Regions from separate parts of the Sus scrofa genome. Here region 2 is linked to region 1. The links are chromatin contacts, called in public Hi-C maps. All regions are on one chromosome and are shown on one strand. The core of a region is the stretch at or near the end of the contact, and the rest is flanking DNA. Distances in the headings are between cores, read along the strand shown.

Evidence for each region. Hi-C and Micro-C count contacts between places; a contact is called where the count stands out from the background.
Region 2: a contact with region 1 is called in a Hi-C map of liver, with 9 times the contacts expected there. The contact joins two enhancer-like sites. A contact is called at or near these places in 1 of 5 promoter capture datasets (liver) and 3 of 47 Hi-C or Micro-C datasets (all in liver).

Annotation. Positions count from the first base shown.
Region 1 is chr1:32,036,808-32,041,728 of Sscrofa11.1, forward strand. It overlaps LOC106508846 (a long non-coding RNA gene), which reads right to left. Exons shown (of 6, transcript XR_001305923.2): 5 at 2,110-2,242; 6 at 1-2,001. Among named protein-coding and RNA genes, the nearest start is that of ARG1, 19 kb to the left of the region's middle. Within about 2 kb of position 2,409, at least 2 of the 83 cell types and tissues checked have an H3K27ac peak or open chromatin away from gene starts, as enhancers often do. A contact at or near this core is called in liver, where this site is marked.
Region 2 is chr1:32,636,455-32,641,169 of Sscrofa11.1, forward strand. SMLR1 (small leucine-rich protein 1) reads right to left here. Exons shown (of 4, transcript XM_003121205.3): 4 at 1,715-2,149. The coding sequence ends at 2,064. Among named protein-coding and RNA genes, the nearest start is that of SMLR1, 69 kb to the right of the region's middle. Within about 2 kb of position 2,202, at least 4 of the 83 cell types and tissues checked have an H3K27ac peak or open chromatin away from gene starts, as enhancers often do. A contact at or near this core is called in liver, where this site is marked.

The DNA.
Region 1 (4,921 bases), core at 1,159-3,658:
ACCTAGACGTTGCTTTCTCCTATTGTGTCATGTATGGTTACCGGAGAGAGAATGAATACAATGATTTCTCTGTCGATGGGGTAATAAGCTTAGCTCACACTGAGAGAGCTTGCTTGCTGTCAAAGTTGTGTTAAGTATTCTACATTATCATCTTATTAAACCCCATGAATTTTCCAGTTAATACAGCATCTTTTAAGAAAATTAAATGTGGAACAAAGTCAAGAAAACATGAACAAGTGCTCCAGGTACTTGAAGTCAACAGGCGAAGCCAGAAATCCTGGTTTGTCCTCGAGGTTATTAGCGTCAGCTTCTATGAGGTCGTTTGCCAGACAAGTTTATTGGACAGTTATAGCTGGGTGAGCCACCAAGTGGAACGACTTAGGGAAGCACAAAGTAGTCCTCTTGGGAAAGAAAAGCAAACACGTTTGGAACATCTAGTGCTATTTGTAATTTTCCCCTGTGACGCTGAGGACAGAGGCGTCAGCATTCCCATCAGAATGGAGGGGACCAGATGTCCATCAGGCAACATTTGGAAATCCTCCCCTGTTTGCCTAGTCCATCATATAAAGCACCTTGTAGAAGGTGGGTTCCCTGTCTCAAAGGAGTTTACAATCTATTATAAGGAAAGGAAAATAAACTCCCACTTTTTTTTTTTTTTAATAAAGTTGTATGTGAACCGTAAAAGTAGCCTGAGCCTTCTAGATTGGCGGGAAGGAATCAAGTGATGAAAAACAAAAGCAGTGGGGGTCAAGGAGCCAGGTGGAGGCCCCAGATTTGGGGGGGGGTCTCAGGGTCAGGGGATGCTTAGGCATGAAGAGGGGAGTCGTGGAAAGCATCCAAGACCACTCTGGGCTGGAGAACACAAGGGAAGAAGGAGAAAATTACGTCCCTGGTTATGGGTCTCATCCAGGTCACATCAGGCTTTCCCGGATCTGTGTCTGAGGTGCGACATCTTCTCTCTGCACCACGGACCTCCCAGGACCCCTCTTCTCCCTCCTGAATGTAAGCAGCCTGACTACAGCTCCTTCAACATCAGAGCCCGGGAGAGGCACCGGTGAAGGGTGCCTGGCCTCCCAGAGCCCAGTGTTCTCTTTCACTCTCATCTCTGACCCTTGCTGGAGGTCTGAGTGTGCTCAGCACACTGCCGTGCCCCCTGTCCTCTCAGGAGTCAGCCAGTCCCTCTTTTCGGTAGCCTAGCGTAACTTCATTAAGCAAGCGCTTGGTTCCAGCCGTGCCCAAGAAGAGCTCCAGCCTGTTCATAACAATGTGATAACAATAGGAGAACATGATTCGTTAGATCCCATATTCCAGGCAGTGAGTTTAACCATGCTCAGCTAGGATCATGGCATCAGGGGCAGGCGAGAGTCTGTCACGTGGCCACGTCTCTGTGGACACATGCTGCTGATGCTAATGGTCTTTTAGTCCCTTGGTGGCCGCTGCCCCGGACCCCTCTGCTTTTAGGCAGCAAGATCCACAAAGCTCTCTCCTACTGCACCACCCCAAGGAATCTTCGGGTCCACGGATCCACTCAGCCACATCTTCTCTAGAAGTGGGAGAAAACCCAAACCTCCCCCATGGTAGCCCTCTTTCTTCTCAGTGCCTCTTGGTGCAAACATTAATGTGTGAATTTCTCCTGATTTTGTTCTTGACATTCGAAGATAAGATTTTCAGACTTCTGAAAATGAAATAATCACATTTCTTGGGACCTTCAAATACTGGGACCTTCAAATACTGGCTCTTGAAATTGAAAATTATGTTTTGAAGATTACCATCTCTCTTTGGGGAGTTCCTGTCATGGCTCAAGGGTTAAGGAACCCAACTAGGAACCATGAGGTTGCGGGCTCGATCCCTGGCCTCTCTTGGTGGGTTAAGGATCCAGTGTTGCCATGAACTGTGGTATAGGTCACAGATGTGGCTCGGATCAACATCACTGTGGTTGTGGTGTAGGCCAGCAGCTGTGGCTCCAATTAGACCCCTAGCCTATATGCCATGAGCGTGACCCTAAAAATCAAAAAATAAAAAATAAAAAAAATCAACATCTCCCTTACCCAGAAGTTCACAAGAATCTCTGTAGAGATCCCAAAGTCAGCCATTCGACTCCTCTCTTACCTTTCCTGTCTTGAGAGTAGTCATGTTCAAAGCCATCTTTGCTGCCACAACAAGAGGAGAAGGGCCACGGACCCTGAGAAATGCTGGCACTGGTTGAGGGCTAACCTGCAGTTCACCACTTCCACTTACCATCCTGGCACACAATGAGGAAGCAAAACATAGAATTCAAAACTTGTTTGCTTTTTTTTTTTAAAGCAGAATAATGAGGATAATAGAAATATTGAGGACAGGCTTAGAGAGAGTGGGTCAAAGATAATTTATTACAGATGAAGTGAGGGCAGATGGTACACTCCTTTTTCTCACTCTCTATATTTAGTCTTGTTTAATCATTAAAGTCATTATCTTTTCATAAAGAGGATTTAGGTCAGAGTTCCTAGTTGTAAGCAAAGAAAGCATACTCTGGCCAATTAGGCTGAGAAAGGAATTTATTAAAAGGATCCCAGGCAGCTTCAGAGAAATGCAGAGAGGGCTGGAAAGCCACTCAAGGCTGTTTCTGGGAACAAGACCTCAAACATGCCCACAGAGGGGGCCTGACAAGGGGGTCCTCACGGTGACTGCTGCCACAGAGCACCAGATGCTACTGTTTGTCCTGATGCCGTCGAGTGGACTTTATCACATCTGCAAACGCCATAGTCACCCATGACGCATCTGCACCGGGAACCACGCAGAAGCCTCACAATCCTGCTGCCACCGAGGTCATCATAAGAGGTATCATGCAGAACTGCCTTCCCCCAGGGCTCACTGCCAGTTCAGCCTGATTGGAGGGACCCAAGAAATATGACAATGCACTTTTGCAAGGGGGATGCTAGGAGTGGGGAGATGTGGGAATCAATTTGCCTGGTCTCAGTATCTACCCTTGTGAGGCTACATAGTTCCTAAACATAATGAGACTATTCAAGAGATGCTGGATTAAAAAACTCAATATATGAAGACTATAAGAGAGACTTTCTATACCCTTAGAAAAGGATAGAAATAACACACTGTGGAGAGATTACCAGGATACATGGTTAGGTACAAAAGCAAGGGAGTACAAAAGTCAATAACAGACCACTCTTTGTGTAGGAAAGGAAGAAATTTTTCTTTTAAGTGCACTGGCAAAAATAAACATAGGAGATTAAAAGGGACATCATTACAAATGGAGCTCCCTTGTGGTGAATCGGGTTAAGGATCCCCCATGGTCACTGCAGCAGTCCGGGTTGCTACTGTGGTGCAGGTTCAGTCCCTGGCCTGAGAATTTCCACACGTCATGAATGTGGCAAAAAAAAAAAAAAAAAAAGACCTATAGTGGTCATGGGTGAGCAAGTTTCACAACAGGTCACTAGCCATCTGCAAGAAAAATTCCCTGCAAGGAGAAACACCGGGGCATGGCTCAAGTAAGGCCAAGGCCATCTACCAGGAAAAGAAGTATCCCATGAAAAACATACTATCAAAAAATACCCAAGTCCCAAGGCATAAGTTATGTAGAAATTTTTTCTTTGTTCTCAGGAAAACTCCAAAAATGAGATCTCAGTCATCTAAATGTTCTAAAGTTACCCCCTCCCTTCCCCTTTTAGGAACCCTAGCCAATTTTATGCTTTAAAAAAAATTATGATCTTTCTTTAGGGGCATGCATCAATTTACTGAAGACAACCTAGAATTACAATGGCCTTATGAAGAATGTTCCAGTTAGACAAGATTGGTTATTTAAAAGGGCATTTGAAAGCAAGTACTCCCAAGTCAGACAGAATGGGATACCTATTTTAACTGGCATGGAGAAAACTCCAAAGGGTTTCAAAATTCCAAAATAACTTATTGAAAGATTTACGGTAAAAGGCTCAGGAAAAATTAAAGATCCAAGAATTATCTGAAACACAAAACTGTAACATTCACAAAACACCTACTGCTTCAACATCTTTACATGAGTATTCATTCTACTAATATTCTGCCTGAATTGTCTTTCCATTTTGAAGAGATGATACAATCTCTTAAAAAGCCCCCCAAGTTAGTGGCCTTACAGACATCCTCATGTTCATCCTGGAAGAAGTTCCCCATTTGAGCCCCAATAGGGTTGATGGGATGCTGGGGTTCTCCCATAACTGCTACCAGTTATTCCCTTAAACAGCCAAGGGAAATCTAAAATAAAAATTAATGGAAAACCTTGACAAATTCCGAGGCATGTGGAAGTTCCCAGGGCAGGGATTGAACCCATGCCACAGCAGTGACCTGTGCTGCCGCAGTGACACCACCAGATTCTTAACCTGCTGCGCCACAAGGGAATTTCCAGAAACACAATTTGGATCAAATTGTTCTTTACAAACTGGTGAGTTTTGCTTTATTGTACTTGTCTCGTGGCTCAAACGCTAAAACAAAAATTCAAAGATCTCTGCATCTCTGCGTGCATGTTTATGTATGTCTATGTATGTATGTGATAGTTATGATATTTTTCTACCTGCAGAGGGTATTGCCAACATTAATTTGTAAGAGAGTTCTATTTAATTGGCTTACAGAAAAATAAGCGCTTACATGAATTAAGTATTTCTGGACTCTCAGGAATATGAAACTCAACCAAATTTCATGCAATGAAATTGTTCCTTTGATATGCACCTTATCTATCTAGCGCCAGGATCCTGTTTTTCTCCACCCTGAATCCTTTCAGGATGCACCTTCAAGGGTGGCTGCAGTGGCTGATGGCTTGAGGGCTCAACATCCTCTGTTTTCTATAAAGAAGTTTCGAGTTCCCGTCATGGCTCAGTGGTTAACAAACCTGACTAGTATCCATGAGGATGCGGGTTTGATCCCTGGCCTCATTCAGTGGGTTAAGGATCTGGCATTG
Region 2 (4,715 bases), core at 952-3,451, 600 kb after region 1:
GAGACCACCAGCCTGGTTTAGGTGGCAGCAGCGATGAAGAGAAGCCAGGCAGCACATGCTGGAAGGAGATCTTACACCGACCCTGAACCTGTGGAGGGCAAAGGTACGATGGTGCAGGTGGATTGGTGGTGCTGTCTGAGGGACCCAGCAAATCCAGTAGTAGTGCCTTCAAGCAGATGGTAGTGAAACCCTTGGACGTGGTCTCTCCATGGGAAAATTATACATGTAAAAACCATTCATGATTCTATTCATGATTTCACTGGAAATTCCTTATACCCTCATCTTTTTTAAAAAAAATTATTATAGTTGATTTACAATGTTCTGTCAATTTTGGCTGTACAGCCAAGTGACCCAGTCGTGTGTGTATATATATATGTATGTATGTATATCTTATACCCTCATCTTACGCAAGAGCAGCAAAGGAATCAGGTCTTGCTTAAATGACTTGGTTATGCTTATCGCTGGAAACATGGGTGCTTAGGGCTCCTCTGTTACCATGGTAGCTGAGGTGCATTTTCCCTGGTAAGGCAGCGGTGGTGGAATGCCTCCACCAGAGTCCACAGTCAGGCTTCCAGAGTGCCCGTTTCCAGAAGAAGGTGGAACAAACGGTGGTGTCCAAACCACAGATTTGGCTGGCAGCTGGGAATACGATGCATCCTTTCGCACCTTCTTTCAGAGAAAGCGCTTTTACATAGGTTGATTTCCACCAGAGGATAAAAAAAGATCCCTCCCAGAACTTCAAGAATATTGTTATTTCTTCCATATGGCACGCACACTGTTATTCTAAATTACCTCGGTCTGGAAGCCCCAGCAGACATTTCCATTGTAATCAAATGCAATAAACCATGGAAATGAGTGTCTCCAGTTGAACAGTGAGTTTTATATTATGCAAGAAGTGAGAATGGAGGCTAAAAACTCACTGGATACATATTAAGAATTTTAGGGTCGGGGGGAGCGAACAGAAATTATCTGGTGTTGGATATTTGCATTCTTGCTTTGAGTCGTCCGTGGGATCTTTTGCAAGTTCGTATGACACTACAGAAGTCTGTGCATTTCTTACTGGAACTTATATTTTATAATCAGTCTAATAAATAGCCTATTAGATTCATATGCCAACGTTAGGATGTAACCAGACTTACACTTAGATGTAAGTATCTTTTGTTAAGTAGAAAACTGAAGAACACAGTAGTAATTACAAACTATTTGAACAACTACTTTGAATTAAATGTTTCTTGTCGGTTATCTATGCTGGCCCTTTGGAGTTCCCACCGAAAGAAGAAATCTGTTAGTGAAATGTTGACTTCTTTCTATAGTTAAAAACATCTCCCCGATGTTTCGGTTTTAGAGGCAAAGTCTTGTTATTATTCTCCCTCTGAATTCCATGGATATTGTATCCTTTGTCCCACCAAATTACCAGTATTTCCAAGTTGTGTCACACTGAAAACTACTTTCACGGTGACCCATACCTAGTATCAGAAGACTGCTTGTTTTGTGGAGTCCCACAGTGACAGTGGACTTGTGACAGCAACTGGGAAAAGGCAAGAAGCAGACCAAGAACCAGAAATAATGCCTGAAAAGGTGTCGTTTAAGCATTGCTGAGCTGCAAGAGGAGGAAGTAGGAACTTAGCGGGAATCCATAGGCATTCATCCTTGAGTATTCATTTGATCTCTACCAGAGTTTCCTCCACCTCCAATAATGTGGGCTTCCACGGGATTATATAATAATGACACTTAAGAATTTTATTTTGAAAATAATGCCCTTCAGAGCAGACATGGTCCTATAAAAATTAAAAAGTTACAACACATCCAGTTCATAGAGAACATCCAACAAATCTTACTTTCTTGGGACTCTCTGAAGAACTGCTATTTAAGCTGAGTCTCATAGCCTTCCTCTTGGATAATAGCTGCCACTTTCCAATATGGTTCAGAGCAAGCATCTTAGTATTCTTCCTGTTTTGCTGTAGTTCTGGTTTATTAACCTACTTTATTTGCTAAGCCAGTGACCGTGGCTCTCTGACCAGTAGAAACGTACTGTGCTTTAGCCATTGATCAGTCCCCAACAGTCACGTCCGTTTCTTTCTCTGGTTCAGGGAAGAGCCAGCCTCGTGATTGTGTTGGCGATCGGAAGTCTGTGACAGTTCTTCATTAACTGAAAGGAAGAATGACAGTTAGTGCTCTGAGAGCAGCCAAGTGCCACAGGTCATTTACAAGTCCTAAGGGGTGGTTGGCCAGCACTTCTACCCTGGTGGCAAGTTACAGAAGCCATAGTCATCACAGCATGCCCAGTGCAAGGTCTCTCCTCCCCTCCTCACCACTGCCCCCCCCCCAAATCTAAATGCTTATTTCTAAAGAACAGTCCTAGTTAGATGAGGCACATTGCCACTGTAATAAAAGTTGTTACATGCTAAGTATATTTTGTAATCAGTAGATTGTTAATTTCAAGTTAAGATGCCCTCATTGAATAAGCATTTATTATACATGTCTCTAATCCAAGGTCTGGGGATATGGAAATAAGGGTTTCTGTCCCTGCTCCTCCCCGCCAAAGATGAATTTGGGTGTTTGTAGTCTTCAGACAAGTCAAATTAGTCTCCTTTTTACCTTTTGGCATCATTTCCTGAAAAGTGAGTTTCAGCTTTTCACCATTTATACACTCGTCAACTCCTTAAAATATAACTTCAGATATAGCTACTATACTAAAATATTGACTTATCAATGATGTCCTAATTACTAAATCTGGTGGCACCAGTTCCCTTCCTCTGTAATATTTGATACAAGGCCCCTTTCCATGACCCCCACCCCCAATCATTCTCCTCCCTTTGGCCTTTGTTTTGCATCATCTTTCTGTGTATTCTTAGCTGTTCTGTAGCTTCACCTGTTACCTCTCTGTCAGTAGTAAATTTGATTCTTAGCTCTGAGATCCTGACAAGTATCCTTTGAGATCTTCCGGTTACATTAAAAAAAAAAGTACATCTCTCTTCCTGAATGCCACCAACATGCATAACTGAAACGATTTTTACTCTTAAAGTTTATTATCAGAAGTATTATTAATTAAATTATCCATGCCAGAGACCAGATTCCTTATAGTCTCATAGGAAATGATGCATATTTATAGAATTGAACCTGAAAATGTTCTTTTTTGCCCCCAAGTCAAATCCAACCAATTTATTCCTTGCCAGGCAATTTATATGCCATGTACTCCAAGACACATGCACATTTCTTGACCTGGATTCTTCTCTGCTTCCACATTGCCTGTCATCTCAGATGAGGGGGTACATATGCATTGGATGGTTAACAGGTCTTTGGTTACAGGAGCCTCGAAATTTAACAGCTAATGTTTGTTGATCACTTCTGTGCCAAACACCATGAAAAGCTCTTTGGGGAGTTCCGGTTGTGGTGCAGCGGGTAATGAATCTGACTAGTATCCATGAGGATGCGGGTTAAATCCCTGGTCTTGCTCAGTGGGTTGGGGATCTGGCATTGCTGTGAGCTGTGGTGTAGGTAGCAGACACAGCTTGGATCCCGCATGCTGTGGCTGTGGCATAGGACAGCATCTGTAGCTCTGATTCCACCCCTAGCCTGGGAACTTACATATGCCGCAGGTGATGGTCCTTGGAAAAAAAAAAAAAAAAAGAAAGGAAGAAAAGTAAAGCCCTTTGCATCCTCTCATTTAATTTTTGCAATGAAATTATGTTGTAGTCACCATTATTATTCTTACTTTACAGATGAGCAAATGGAGGCATAGAGAAGTCAATATGAAGCAATTTGGAGTTCCCTTAGTGGCTCAAAGGTTAATGAGTCCAACTAGAAGCCATGAGGAGTTGGGTTTGATCCCTGGCCTTGCTCAGTGGGTTAAGGATCTGGCATTGCCATGAGCTGTGGTGTAGGTCGCAGACACAGCTCAGATCCTGCATTGCTGTGCCTGTGTCGTAGGCTGGCAGCTGTAGCTCCGGTTAGACCCAGCCTGGGAAACTTCATATGCCTCAAGTGCAGCCCTAAAAAAAAGACCAAAAAAAAAAAAAAAAAGAAGAAGAAGAAGAAGCAATTTGCACAAGATCGTACAAACTGATGGATTCAGGATTCCATCCAAGGCAGACTAATTCCAGAGCCCACATTCTCAGCCGCTCAGTTTCACTGCCTTTCCACATAGATTATCTCGTTCCAAGGTATTACTTGAGATGGCCCAGGCCACATAAGTAATTTCTTCCCTTTTGTTCTCAATTACCAAAGGCTAACTGCATAACAGGGGCTTTGAATGAAAAGCCAGGACACAAGTGAAAATGTGTAACCTTCATATGATATTGAAATAAGAGAGCTGGAAAATGGAAAACTAGGAGATAAAGACCAAGAGGAAACATCATTCCTCACTGAATTATCTATCCTGGAAACCAAATGTCTGTGCCAGGCACAGTGCAAAGAGCGAGGCAACTAATTTATCCTCCTGAAACAGCTTACAATTTGGTTATCATTTTATTTTCACGGCTCTGTGAAGGAGGGTGCCGAGTGATCGGACAGGTAAGTTTAGGCAGGTGGCCATGAAAATTATAATTGCCGAGTATTCTGCAGGCAATGAAGTTTTCCTTGTTGGGCCACAGATGAAATGTAATCTCCTTGACTCAGAGCTATGTCTGTATGCCGAGGAATCGCCAGCATCAATAATAACCCCTGTTATAGAAAGAGACTAATCGAATCCTCTTAAAACTTTTGTAAAATCCTAG